2 separate regions of the Hordeum vulgare genome follow, and region 2 is linked to region 1. A link is a contact called in public Hi-C data. All regions are on one chromosome and are shown on one strand. The core of a region is the stretch at or near the end of the contact, and the rest is flanking DNA. Distances in the headings are between cores, read along the strand shown. Region 1 holds the start of LOC123410232 (putative tRNA (cytidine(32)/guanosine(34)-2'-O)-methyltransferase). Region 2 holds the start of LOC123412252 (protein HIGH CHLOROPHYLL FLUORESCENCE PHENOTYPE 173, chloroplastic).

Region 1 (7,219 bases), core at 1,403-3,902:
TTCTCCTAATGATGTGATCCAGTTATCAAGCAACAACACTTTGCACATAGTCAGAAAACCTTGACTATCCTTGATCAACTGGCTAGCCAACTAGAGGCTTGCTAGGGACATTGTTTTGTCTATGTATCCACACATGTATCTATGTTTTCATTCAATACAATTATAGCATGGATAATAAATGATTATCACGGACAAAGAAATATAATAATAACTAATTTATTATTACCTCTAGGGCATATTTCCAACATTAACCTGTTAAAGGAGGGCATCATTTGGCACATTGGAGATGGCGCATCTGTGCAGATATGGGAAGATCAATGGATTAATAGAGAGGGCTGACGAGTACCGGTTACCCCAAAAGGCCATTGCTTGCTATTGAAGGTACATGAACTTATAAACCCAGTTACGAATCAGTGGGATGAGACGCTGGTTCGAGATACATTTTGGGAAATAGATGTAGCAGTGATTCTGTCTACCCCAATCAGACGAGAGGTTGAGGATGTCCCAGCGTGGCATTTCGATAGCAAGGGAGTTTTTTCCCGGTCAAATCTGCCTACATAGTGTATGTGAGACAACGTGATAGCGAGCACGAAAATAGTACAGAAGGCTCGGATGTTAGCTCGTTTTGGAAGCAACTTTGGGATCTGCCATGCCTGCCCAAAGTAAAGCAATTCATGTGGAGATTAGCTCACAACAGCCTTCCGCTTCTAGTAAACATTCATCGCAGGGGCTTAAAATGTGACACGTTGTGTGTCTTCTGCAAGAGGCTGGATGAAGATGGTGCACACTTATTTCTAAAGTGCAAAGATGCAAGGAGAGTGTGGGAAGGCCTGGGATTGCGAGAGCTGCGTGATCGGATGTGTACATATGAGACTGCAAGTTCAGTACTGCAGGAAATCTTAAAGCTCAATGATGAGCAGAAGGCTCTAAGCTGCTGCCTGCTGTGGTGCAGCTGGCTCAGGAGAAATAAAATTAATGCAAAAGGGAAGATCATGTCATTGGAGGAATTGATGGGGGCAGGTTAGGTACTGGGCGTGCGAATCGCTGCATGCCTGTCGTCTGAAGGAGAATAGTGCAGAGCGGAAGCACCATGCAAAGTGGCAGCCACCGGGGGAAGATCTGATCAAAGTGAACCTGGATGGGGCCTACAATGCTATGTCCGGTCGCGGAGGATGGGGATTTGTTGCTCGCGACGAGGATGGGGATTTGCTGCTCGCGACGAGGATGGTGCTATCTGAGGATCGGGTCTGGGCGTCATTCCGAGAGCCGCTAGTGCTCTGCAGGTAGAAGCGACAGCATGCGGCAAAGCTTTGCAAGCTGCTGCACTCTGGGGAATGGGCCGGATAATCCTGGAGACTGATTCTCAAATTTTGGCAACGACGCTTGAAAGTACAAAGTTCAACCTGGCACCTAAAGGAATCATCTTCCGCGATCTGCGTTCTTTCATTAGGCTAAACTTCATTTCTGTTGATGTGTGCTTCGCCCCACGGGGTTGTAATAAATTAGTTCACGAGCTTGCCGCACTTGGTTTTGCCCAAGAGGCTGAACGTGTGGTTTGGTTGGACTATGTCCCGGTATCTGTAAGGTCTGTCTTGGCCAGTGAGTTCACTGCGCCTGTTTAATGGAATAATGGAGTTCCTAGTCAAAAAATAACGAAAGTTAAGGGAGGGAACTCCCCCCCTTGGCCTCTTTCTTGGAAAGGGGCTGAGATACGATGTGCTCCCGAGTTCAGACACTCGAGCCAATGAACAGATAGCAATAACCTCACCTCCTCAAACTGCAGGACACATCAGCGAGGTTGCACTTCTTTGCCAAGTTGGGTTTCTAAGTTTTCTCTTTTTACCAGGGTAAAACAAATACTTTGCTACATTATTTTTGGGAAACGTTTGCCATGAGCCGGTTGATACCATCATACCAACACTCGCGTCCATTCCCTTTTTGACCGTCGGATCTATCTTGATCGAATGGTTAGGGGAGCAACCTGGTTTTGCAACCGAGCCATTGTTGTAATTTTCCCCACCGCAACAACTAGTCTTTTGTGGGATTTGGATCTCATGCGAATTCACGATGCGCCCTTGCAACCAGAGGTTAGTGCCGGTCATTGCAGTGGTGCTTGCCGCCCGTATATGTCCGTCAGCCGCGTGTTGTGCACCCACCTCGTCGGATAGGAGGATGGCGACGATGCGACCTGGTCGACGGTTCGGCACTCGTCGGCGGCGACGAGCAGCGTCACTCATTCCTCACCATCGTTTGATGTGAGCTCGTGGCGAACAACATTGGTCTTTTTTTTGTAACATCCTCCCTGTTGCAAGAAAGAGTTTTGCAACATTTGTAATGTTGGAAAACTTTGTTCACTAACACCTGTATAAAAGTGAAAGATTTCTTTTTTGCAATATCAGCTCAAAAAATTCTTCAACAATACCTTTGTTGCAAAAGTTCCGTAACATTAACTCTTCAAGCGCAACATCATCCTTATTGCAAAGCTGACAGCTAAATCTGACCGTGTTGAATTCTATGACTCGCCAGACGGCGGGTCTTTGAGAAAGATCTATGACCGACGCGTAGCGTTGCCTTTTCTTTTTAGAAAAACTTTGCTAAGTTCAGGGTCGTTTGGGACTTTGGGTAGACTTGCTTTCAGAGTCTGTCCACCTGAAGAGAACGGGCTCGATTCCGTCGAGGGCCCAGCCCAGCCCGGCCGCAGTCGGCAGTCGGCACCTAGCAGACAGACTACCCGCTCCGCTCCGCGCCGCGCCGCCTCGCCGGTCGCTCCTCCTTCCTCCGCGCACACCCCACCGTCGGCCTCCGCCGCGCCGCTCCTTTCCTGCGCTGCGCCCGGCTCCTCGTCGCGATGGGCAAGGCCTCCAAAGACAAGCGGGTACGCGACCTCCGTTTCTTTCTTTCTCAGCCAGCTCCTCCCCCTCCCCTCCTCTCCCCCGTTTCGCTTCGCCGCCCCTCACCGTGTCTGCGACTCGCTGGTCTGCCCGTCGGTTTCCCAGGACATATACTATCGGAAGGCCAAGGAGGAGGGGTGGAGGGCTCGCAGCGCCTTCAAGCTAATGCAGATCGACCAGGAGTTCAACATCTTCCACGGTCTCGCTGGCCTTCCTGCCACCTTGCTTCCACTGACGCGCAGCATCAAATTAACCACATGGTGTTCTCATTTTGCTGTTCGTGTGTGCAGGAGTGAAGCGCGCCGTTGACCTGTGCGCTGCCCCTGGGAGCTGGAGCCAGGTACTCGCACGCCCAGTTTTCCCCCATCCATGCTTGCATCTGTTCGTTCCATTGCTTATCTCAATCGCAATTGCAGGTTTTGAGCCGCAATTTGTACCTGCCGGCAAAGCTATCATCTGACGGCAAGTGAGTAGCAGCGTCAGTGCGAACACCCGATGTTCCAACATAATTTCATTCTTTGTGCCTGATTGTTTCTGTGCTATGCTTGTACCAGAGATGGCGGCCTTCCTCTCATCGTCGCAATCGATCTGCAGCCGATGGCTCCTATAGAAGGTGTCATACAAGTGCAGGGCGACATCACCAATGCTCGAACAGCGGAAGTGGTGAGATGGACAGACCCATAGATACATTCTTTGTGATGAAACTTCTGCTTGCTGTAACAGATGTAAATATGCTGCCAGGTTATCAGGCACTTCGATGGATGCAAAGCGGACTTGGTTGTCTGTGATGGTGCCCCTGATGGTAAGATTGCATTGCTGAACAAGTGGTCCATAACCATGTTACATGTGTTTATGGTACTTCTGTTTCTTACTTCGCTTTGGATGATTGCAGTTACTGGGCTTCATGATATGGATGAGTTTGTTCAGTCCCAGCTTATATTGGCGGTTGGTATATTTTTCTCTGTCTCTGCATATGAATTTACATCAGAGACACTTTTTGGAGCAAATTGCAGTGTCCATAAGATAGTGTCCAAAAATAATGCTACCTTAACCCTGCAGTTTATGTTCGGCATTCTACCTTAAAATGTTTACTTTCAGTGCAATACCTTACTTGAATTTTTGTATTGAACAGTGGATCATTTTTATTCAACCTTTGGATAATTTGTTGCTGTTTATGTTGTAGAAAAACACGGTGTAACACTATGGTTCCATTAACTTGTTATGTTTTCCACTAGTTGCAATTTTCCTTGGCTTAGTTTTGCAGATTAAATTTGCAAGCTGCTTGCTTATTTGGCTAATTTGTGTATTTATATATGTTGCATTTAGGCACTGACAATTGTGACTCATGTACTCAAAGTTGGTGGAAAATTTGTTGCGAAGATTTTCCGGGGTAAAGATACAAGTCTCCTGTATTGCCAGGTATTGGTTGGTGCTGGTTTTCTTGTCTGGTTAGGAATTTCCATATGTACTTCAGAAACATATTGTTTGATCGAGGAAGTTAGTCATCAGCTTTCATGTGTCTTTTCTGTATATGGTTGATTACAAATAGTCTATATTGTTATCCAGTTTTTCTCTCAAGTGTACATGGTAGAGTTGTCATGATATTGCTACAATTTTACACGCTGTTCAATAGAAGTGGCATTTATAAGTTACTGATTCAGTCTAGATGTTTGCACGAGGTGCTTATGTGGAAACGGTATAGTGCTTATTGCTGTCAATGTTTTATGCAGTTAAAGTTGTTCTTCTCACAAGTTACATTTGCAAAGCCAAAAAGCAGCCGTAACTCAAGTATCGGTAAGCCTTCATCGCTTAAAAGGAGAATGAGTTGTCATGTACCTTTTTATCGCATTACTGATATTCTGTTGTTTTTGTCTTTTTAACATCAATCATATTTTCCGCTAGATGGGAAGTGTGTTTTATATGGTCTTATCTTTGTGTTTGTCAAACAGAGGCATTTGCAGTTTGCGAGAACTACTCACCTCCAGAGGGCTTCAAAGAGAAAGACTTGTATCACCTGCTGGAGAAAGTGGGAACTCCTTCTGGGGCTGATGATTTAGGTACTGAGAATGATCTGCTATACTGCTGCAATAGGCTGAACATATGATACATGGTACCAACTTCTCTATGCTATTTTCACGTGCAGATTGCCGAAGCGGATGGTTGGAGGGACCAAACAAGGTCTACATTCCGTTTCTGGCTTGCGGTGACCTCAGCGGTTATGATTCGGACCGTTCATACCCCCTCCCGAGCACAGAAGGTGGCACCTACCAGAGCCTAGATCCAGTCCAGCCTCCCATCGCGCCGCCATACAAAACTGCGTTGGAGATGAAGAAGGCGTCTAGCCACGGCGCCGGCGCAGATACTAGCAAATCATATGTCGACCCCTAAACTACATTATAGCTGCAGTTTATGCTCATCTACCTGATCACCACATGGAAACATGTGAATCGTCATGCGGCGATGTTTAGCACATGTTGTGGAGTAGATGCTGAAGTTGAAGCTGAATTTTGGTTATTCATCCTGTCTTGAAGGCAAATAGGCAATAGCATGTAGTAGAAGAGATGGTATAAACCGAGCGATATTGCAACATATGCATGCCATGGGTTAAGCAACTCTGTAATGAACTATAAGTCTGGATCATCATTGTGGTACTTTGACTTGTGGTTATTTTTTTTTCATACTGTACCGTGTGTGCTAGCATATGTTCCAGGTACTAGCATTGTAAGCAATTTGTTCTGGGTACTAGCACTTGTAAGCACGAAGATCAGGATCGTGGCAAATGGAGGTTTAAGAGAAATTCAAAAATGAAGAAAGTCTTGAATCAAATGCAGTTGATTATTAAGCAATGTGAAGGAGAGCGGCGATTTGGTGCCCAGGGGTATAAAAGCAACCCTTCTTCCTCTAGCCCAATCTTTTCCCATTTGAGGTACCTTCACCCATTGATTCCTCTGACCAATCCCAAACTTTGAGGATTCAAAGTGGATCACTCGATCTACTCTTCCATCGAAGGAATTTGTGACCCCCCTACTTTTGCTTACCAACCTTGTTACTCTACGAGTTTGGAGGCTGCTAAGCAGTGGGAGTCTCCAAAACATTTTGATATGTAAAAAAACGTGGTATCTGCTAAACCGTGGATACTAACATGCTAAAATACTGTTTTTTCAGTACTTTGTTTTACAATAATTTGCCACCAAACACACCCAAATATGTTGGCGGCAAAACATCTCTCGGTTTTTCCAACACTGCAAATTGCCAGCCCAAGTTTGTCTAATGTGTGGCCATCCACCTTCAGGGCCGGGTCGGGGCGTCGGCAGGATGTGTACTCCATGAGCTGCCCAGGTAGTTTATCCAGCAGACTTTGGAGAACCTTCTGACCTGCACATACAAGTTGTTGTCTATCAGTGATGTGTTTCAAAGTTAATTTTCAGGTCAGGAAATAGCCACGGTGCTATCAACAGCCGGGGTTAGTCGAAGGAAACATCAAACATGTGTGAAACTGTAGGTGACCTCCATGTTTCTTCATGCGAGTAAACTGTACGATGTCCTGTTGAGCTTTCGAGCCGCTTACTGAAGCCCGCTTCTCGGCTTATGACACCGAATAGCAAACTGTACGATGTTCTAGCATCTGAGAAAGCCAGGTAAATAATAGCAGGACATCATGTTGCGGTGAGAAATAAGCAGTCAGCCTTTGTTTATCAGGTAAACTACATGTTTTTTTTTGACGCACCAACGGCGGGCTTACGCCTGCCTGAACCTTTTTATATGAAAAGGTGTTACAACCTGAGACACCAGAAATATGTGGGGGGGGGGGGGGGGGGGGGGGGGGGGGGGAGGATATAGAAGAGAGAAGAGGAGAAGGAAACATCGATGGGACCATTGTCTAAGATCATCAGCCGTGGTACTAGCAATAGTGTGTAGCTCGAGGTGTAGATCTCTGAAAACCTTCGCATTTCGCCGTTTCTAATATTCCATGGAACTGCCAGCAGAACCGTTAAACGTATTTTGTTGTTGTATTCGCCGTTCCAGGCATGCAATATCCCGTGAGGGGTAGTGTGACATATACTGTCCAACTCCGCCCATAGCGAAGCGAGCTGCCGGCACTCGAAGAGTAGGTGGTCCATGGTTTCACATTGAATGCAGAAAGGGCAGGCGACTGAAGTGGTGATGCCCCGTCGGAACCGCCTCTCATTCGTGAACAAACGATCCTTCTTGGCGAGTCATAAAAGACTCTGCACTTATTGGAGGCATAGTTTCTCCAGATGGCAGGGGCGATGCTGTCAGTTGGCTGCGCCTTCCAAAGCGCATGGTATGCCAGCTTAGTGGTAAGT
Region 2 (7,219 bases), core at 1,636-4,135, 530 kb before region 1:
TTAATGAGCATTTGAAATAGATAGGCACAGATACATAACGGTTACCAAAAAAAAATAGAACCTTCTTTGCTTTGAGAACTTGTTCTCTTCTGTTAGGTTCAATTCCGGAACCTGTGCATGAGACCAGTATGAAGTCTGTTTCTTGACCGGTCTGCAGCGAAGTAGAAGATACATGGTTATCAATAAACTGATAGAGAACATGGTTCAGTTATGACAACAAACGAAGTCATGGGGAGGAAACCTTCGGCAAAACAAGAATTACAAAGAAAGGGGAAGTATTTAAGCCATGGGGCAGTCAAATAATCATCTTTTTTACTGAACGCGCAAATGGGTTTGTACTTCAATTAGGCAGAAAAACCAAACAAATATACAAGAATTTCGGCCACGAAGTGACTTTTCATCCATAGAGGAAAAACAAGCGCGTATTATGGCAGTTAAATAATATAGGAACAACTTACAGGTAATGCTTTGATGTACTCCAGTATCAGCTCAAAATTTCTGGGGTCAGTGGCACCTTGTGTTCCATCACCAGGTCTCTGCGCAATGCATTACTAGCTAAGACGCCAATTTAATGCTATAAAAAGCTAATTAACATTTGCTGATGATGATGGAAATAATTCATCATGTTGTACTGACCTGTCTTTTTGGTTCAAACCTAATTGTGAAGGTATGCACAAGAAAAGGGTCTAGGGGAGGATCTTCTGGTTTTACAGGGCGGAAAGCCGAAAAAGGTACTCTTACCTGCAGAAAACAAACATAATAAAAAATGGAGATCAAATCATACGTTCATCCATTGCTAACATGCAGTGAAGTCACCTATTACTGCTAAAATATTGCACACTACTTACCCTACAAAAGCCTACTTTTGTAGTCATCCGAGCAAAATACTTCTTACTCTGCGAGGTGTCAGCCAGTGGACCAGTCTCAAGAATAACAACATATGATCTTCCATTTCCACCCACTGAAAGAAGCAAGCCATCATACCTATCCAAGAATGACAGAATCGATATGTCACCAAATTCACTGTGATGCGTCAAGATATTTCAACAATCTGAAGCTGTTAAGGAAAATGTAAAGATCCTAATACCTGTCTAGGGTGGAACCTAAAGGGAGAGAGAGCCTCTTTGATATCTCGACATACCCACCTCTTGTAAAAACAAATCCTGACATAAGTGGGTGTTCATTAGATAACTAAGACCTAGGAAGAAAAAATCAATATATCTAGGTAAATTAGTACATTTGCTAAGAAGTGCCCTACACAGCATAGGGGGGTTACCTGCAAAAACAGCCTGGCCACCTTCTGAAAATTCAAAGGATGCATCGATACCTTCATCGAAACTAGAACCAGAAACATATGCATTCGGGAAGTAAGATCCCTGGTTCACCTCCCAACCCTTCAGAGACTTGGCGGATTTAAATTTTGCTATCAAAAGCTTGCTCTTGCTGCTTTTACCAGCCCTGAGCTGAGCCATCTCATTGTAGTAATCCTGGAGAACAAAGCATTTCCTAATTATAAGTTAGCGAAACTAGAAGAGGTATAGCAATGACATTGAAGTACTTTTGATGCTTAAATCACTAATATAATTTCCATGTGACAAATCTGAACATTTTTGTGTTTACTGGCGATCAAGATTCAGAACTTTGACTGCATTTATCCTAAAACGACGTCTACTTAAGAATGGATGGAGTGGTTTCTAAGAATAGAAAATTAAAGCTAGAAGGAATACCTGGAAAGCCTTGCTGACGTTCCTGACTCCTTGGTTATCAACTCTGTTGAGGTCCCCGGTAATGGTTGAGCGCGCGGTTGCGCAATAGATAATCTTGCTGCAGCCTGACACGGCCGATTGCACAGCCAGAGGATCGCCAACATCGCCAACAGCGATGTCCACCGACCTGGGAAGCATGTCGATCACCTCGGCATCGTCCCTTCTAACTAAAGCCTGTTGCACAATGGTAAATTTATCAACTCGGTTGCCAATTTGCCATTAATGGCGAACATGACGGTGAAGAGGAAAGGGAGAGTGAAGAAGGAGGAGGAGGCGTGCGCGCGGGGGAAGGAGGACCTTGACATTGTAGCCTCGGAGCATGAGCTTGCGGACGACGATGCGGCCGATGCGGCTGGTGGCGCCGACGACGAGGACGGTGGTGTCCTGGGCGCCGGGGACGGTGAACTCGCACATGGGCCCGCCGCGGCTGAGCACGGCCTGCTCCGCCTCGGCGAGCGCCTCGGTGGCCGACGCGCTGGACATCTGGCCCAGACGCGAGAACTTGCGCCACACCTCGTCGAACAGCTGCCGCGAGCGCCGGCCCAGCCCCACGGGGCTCACGGCCATGACCTCGTCCAGGTCCAGCGAGGCCGCCCGGGTCTCCTCCTCCGCCTTCCTCTTCACGGCCGCCGCCTCCTCCTCCTCGGCCTTCCTCCTGGCCTCCTCCTCCGCCGCCTCCTGCTGCAGCGCGGCCGCCGACCTCTTGCCCTTGCGGGCGCGGCGCTTCTTCCGCGTGGGCGCGTTGGCGTCCGCGCCGTTGGCGGCACCGAGGACGGCCCCATCGTCGTCCTGCTCCTGGTCCGGCTCGGACGCCACCGCGGCCGCCGGCGTGGGCTTGGCCGCGAAGCAGCACGCGCCGCCGTGGTAGCGCGGCCTGGCGCGGGACGGGGACGCGCAGTGTGTGCTGTGGAACGAGGCGATGATCGTGGCCGCCCCCGCCGCGCCGGGGGGAGACACGGCAGCGACCATGGCCGCCGGCGACTGTTAGCTAGCTAGCTCGGGCCTTGGACGAGGAGCGGCAGCAGAAGCTCTGCTCTCTTCCCTGTTTGTATTTACCCGGTATATTCCGTGACCACTCCCGGGCCGCGCAGGCAGATAAAGCGGGGCAGGGGAGGCAGCGGCCTGAGTGGCGCTCCCGCCCCGGGCGCCATTTGTGGCTGCGGTTGCGGGCCGAGTTCCCGGTGGAGCCCACGGCGCAGAGACAGAGGTCGTGCGCATGGGCGCGCGGCAAGTGTCGCCGTCGCGGGTGGGTGACTGGCGCCCCCGCTTTGCTACTATTTCATACTCCTACTGGATAGGGGGAGGCGTGGCCGCGTGGTGGCGGGTGGCATGGCGCGGCGACGTGGCTATGCCGAGTTCACTTGCCCCCATGCCGCCTCTTCCATTCCGTGCGGGACTACTGTGTTTCTCAGCCAGATGAGGCCAGATCAGTCAGCCATCCAAGTCCAACGAGATGGCGTGGACACGCCCAAAGCCTCCAGGAATCTGGATAATCCTGACCGAGCTCGGGAAACTCCCGTCGCAAATAGAGATGCAAATGCAATGCAATGCAATGCAAGACTATTTTTTCCAGCACGCCACAAGCAGGGCAGGAACCGGAGACCAAGGGCATGAGATGCCACAATTCAGTCAGACATTCTTTGTACTGTATATATATATAAAGATCCATCCTACACAGATTGCAGAATGCAGGGGCTGGAACTAATAATAAATAAATGAAATAACTGATATCAACCATGTTCTGTTCTGTTCTGATCTGTTTGTTCCTTACAGGTGTTCTCTGAACCGAGACAACAACAACAAAAAAACCTTTCGACGCCAAGTATGGCCTATTTTGCACATGTATAAGGAGCCGTCCAAAATCCTATCGTACATGAGCAGGCTACTACAGAACAAGACCGACACAACAATACAGTATAAGTTACCGACGGCAAGACCATCGATCGGTATGCTGAGACAATTGTCAGCATGGGTGCTGGGACCGAGATGTTTCATCTCCAGTATAACTCATCTTTCGCTCAAGCTCGCCCGTCCAGAGCTTGTCCTTCGGGCTTGAGACTTCATATGTACTGTTTTGCTGTCTTCTTTCTATAACAGTATACCTGTGTGTATACCTGGCTTCACTAACTCCTAGCAACTTCTGCGGCTCTCTGCCTCATCATCTCGTTTACGGCGGCCCTCCTCCTGGATTCAGACTGCTGCTGCGTCCATCTTAGATGGGCTTTGAGATCCCTGTGGTGTTCAAGCAACCCGATATTACTCGTCTATTCCAAGAGGAAATGGCTCAAACACTACGTATGTAGGTACATATAAGCGGTGGTGCGAGCGAGAGGGATATTAATTACCTGCATCTCGGTATGGTACACTTTGATTCTTTGCAAGTTCGGGCATGGAGCTGAAGCAGAGACCACGTCCTTTGGCAAAGTGAACAGCCTCCGGCTGCCCGTTGCTGGCACCTCGTTGCATGACCGAAGAGTCCCTTAAGTCTTCGGCAATCAGGATACTGGCAATTAGCGGTGCGACATTTATGCGCATGGACCAAAAGGTCAAGCATTCGCCGTGCCTGCACAACCACAAAAAAAAAAATCATCTTAGATTAGTTTTAAGATCGATTCCTTCATGGACTAATCTAGAGAATGGATAGCACATACTGGTTCATAGATAACCTAGTCCATAGAGTAAACCATAAATCACAACCACAGCGCCAGCAATACACAAGTTGCCAGTTAAGGCAGAAAGGATAACATATGGTATACACAAACTGACAGCACACGAAGTGGACCAATATGGTTTTCAAGGGAACAAGTGGACTAGTATTGGCATTAGACTAAACAATAAAAAAACAATAAAAAGGTATGGAGTGTTACCAAATTAAAAGGCAGCATACAAAAAATGTATGTGTTGCGATATATTTTTCAGCATTTAACTTACAGAGAATATAAATTACCTGCTGAATACGCATCTGGCGAGCTTCTTTATTTTGAGCATTACGGTCTACACATGGGTGATTTGTTAACTTGTGACGATGGTTGGCACCTCCGTCTTTATTGTAACATCCTGTGCACACATCAAAGTCTGGGCATTCTTCACATCGCCACCCTTGACCAGCTTCAATATCGTAATTGCAGATATTGCATGTGGTAACAAAGGCTGGTGCAGTTGGATTATGAAGGTGGTATAACACCATCATTGAGGAGTGCTTTGCACGGCGAAGTGTGTCATATTGATAGTGATTTCCTTGACAAAGACTCAGGAATGCCTGTCTGGTATCGAAAAACTCACACTCTAAGACATCATCTCTGTCCTTTGTATCTTCAGGCACCCCAACAATGTCAACCTAAGAAAGAACATTACGTAAAAAAAATTGTGGCAATTGCATTGTTGCTTCACTTATATTTGATGAGTTAAAAACTAGAGTAAAAAATCAAGTTTTCCAGAACTTACTGGGTGCAGCACATGCAAATCTCTGCTATTACTTGGGTGCCTCTCCTTTTCTTCAAGCCGTTGCTCTGAATCATAACAACTGCAATAACAAACTCATCAGTAACAGAAACAAGGGTAACAGCTAATATTAGACTAGCTGCAAGCAGATCTTAGAACAATTTATCCATTTATTTATGAAGTTGTGTAGAGATTAGGGAAGCATAGTCACATATCACGAGGATCATGTATAATTACAAAGATACTGCTACCTATATATACACACACATACTTGTCAAATGTGGCATAATTGGTTGCGTTTACAAGTTGCAGCATATATATAGACCCCAACAATCATGTGCATATATATCAAACAGATGTGCCATTTATTGGGTCCATCACATGAAAGTAACATATGCAATGGAAGTAAGTTTACCTGTCACAAATATAAAAACTTTTACACTGGTGGCAGACCCAGCGTTTTCCAGCTACCATAAGAGTAGAGCAGTGACTGCATGAATGCTGCAAATGGACCATGATGAAATCTTCCTTCATTGGGTAAATGGTTTCTCCAAGCTGCACAGCATCAACCAGATGGCTAAGAATAACATGTGACACGACTGAACTGATACATTTTTGGTGCATCAAGAAATAGTGCATTATATAAAACTATACCTTTTGCATCAGGATAGCATCCTTTGAAGCATTCCCACTTAGATCAGTCTGGCCAGCAGCTCTCAAAGCTCTTTTTGTGATAGTCTTCTTTAGTTTCCCCTTCTTCTGCAACTTTCTATCATCTTCTTCTAGGAAAAGCTGGTTGATCATATCTTCTGCAGCTCCTGGCCAATAATCTCCATCAAAATATGGCAAGCGAGCTGCAGTTACTTTAGCCTTGCATTCTTTTGTAGTGATAAAAAAGTGATCATAGAGATTTGTCAACTCGACAACAATACGCTCCTTGACAGCTTTCCGAAGCATAGATAAGTACCTGTGAAGGAATTATTAGTCATATAGGACAGGAATCACAGATGCCACATAAGGTATTCATTATTTTGTAATGCAAGACATTATTTATGAGCATATAATAACATAAAATGCCCATCTAGTGTCTTACCATTCGCGCAGCTTATCAGATTTTGGTGTCTTCTGGATCTCTGGATGGCAATATAGAATGTAATCTTCACCCTTCAAAGGTGGGCAAGCCCATATGTAACAGCTAGTGAATCCCCGCTGCTTACAATACTCAAGATAACCAATCTGTATGAGTATAAAAGTACTGTTATACTGAGAGCAAAAAATATATTCCAACATAACAAAACTGAAGTTTGAGTAAATGGTGGATTTAGGAAACCGTTCACACTCTGCTTGGCATACCTAAGCTTTCTAAAATTAGGAAAAAGAAACTAACTAGAATAGTGAATTACCAGAATTTCATGATAGACATATGTCCGCAAGGCCTCCCCAGACACTGTTTTTACGTCAGGTCTAAAGAATTTGACAGAATCAAGATATGACAGATAAACCCGGCGTTGGTTTGGGTCTGCACATTCTGCACCAAATTCTTGAACATACATGCTAAAGAGGCACACTTCGACACCTTCTATTTTCTGAAATAAGACAATAGCCTGCAAAATATTTGGCAGTACTACAGAGGATGAGAGGATGAATTTATAAAAAAAAATCCTGACAGAAAGAAAACCAAGAATTGCCAAATACCAACATCAATTGATTTTATACTTTAAATGACTGCATTGTTTTCTTACCTTGGATTTGTAAGGGAATTCTGCTGGGTACTTGTCTTCTTGAAAAATCTCAAAAAAACGTGGTTTAACTTCTAATTTCTTGTCCACAGATGAAACAACTCTGACCACAAGTCCATCGGCTCCAGAAACCTGATAAGTGAGAAATAAATAGGAGAAAACAAGCAAAAAAGATATCTCAATTAGAGATTAGAGACTTTGAAAAAATAGATTGGTGAATATAATAGAGGGCTAGTGGCATATATATTCTATTACAGGAGAAAATTGCCCAGA

The links. A called contact is a pair of places that touch in the nucleus more often than the background predicts.
Region 2: a Hi-C map of seedling shows a contact between it and region 1, with 2.7 times the contacts expected there. The contact joins the promoter of LOC123412252 here to the promoter of LOC123410232 in region 1.

The regions. Positions count from the first base shown.
Region 1 is chr7H:562,711,256-562,718,474 of MorexV3_pseudomolecules_assembly, reverse strand. LOC123410232 (putative tRNA (cytidine(32)/guanosine(34)-2'-O)-methyltransferase) reads left to right here and starts at 2,652. Exons shown (of 11, transcript XM_045103141.1): 1 at 2,652-2,875; 2 at 2,997-3,090; 3 at 3,182-3,231; 4 at 3,308-3,357; 5 at 3,446-3,554; 6 at 3,633-3,693; 7 at 3,784-3,836; 8 at 4,218-4,310; 9 at 4,622-4,685; 10 at 4,841-4,948; 11 at 5,035-5,548. The coding sequence starts at 2,849. The coding sequence ends at 5,279.
Region 2 is chr7H:563,245,512-563,252,730 of MorexV3_pseudomolecules_assembly, reverse strand. It overlaps LOC123412252 (protein HIGH CHLOROPHYLL FLUORESCENCE PHENOTYPE 173, chloroplastic), which reads right to left and starts at 2,885. Exons shown (of 13, transcript XM_045105199.1): 1 at 2,064-2,885; 2 at 1,728-1,940; 3 at 1,277-1,487; 4 at 1,088-1,163; 5 at 849-984; 6 at 637-741; 7 at 459-536; 8 at 62-151. The coding sequence starts at 2,735. It overlaps LOC123412251 (probable histone acetyltransferase HAC-like 1), which reads right to left. Exons shown (of 18, transcript XM_045105198.1): 10 at 6,950-7,078; 11 at 6,611-6,811; 12 at 6,301-6,443; 13 at 5,862-6,174; 14 at 5,623-5,762; 15 at 5,211-5,289; 16 at 4,714-5,103; 17 at 4,112-4,329; 18 at 3,391-3,998. The coding sequence ends at 3,890.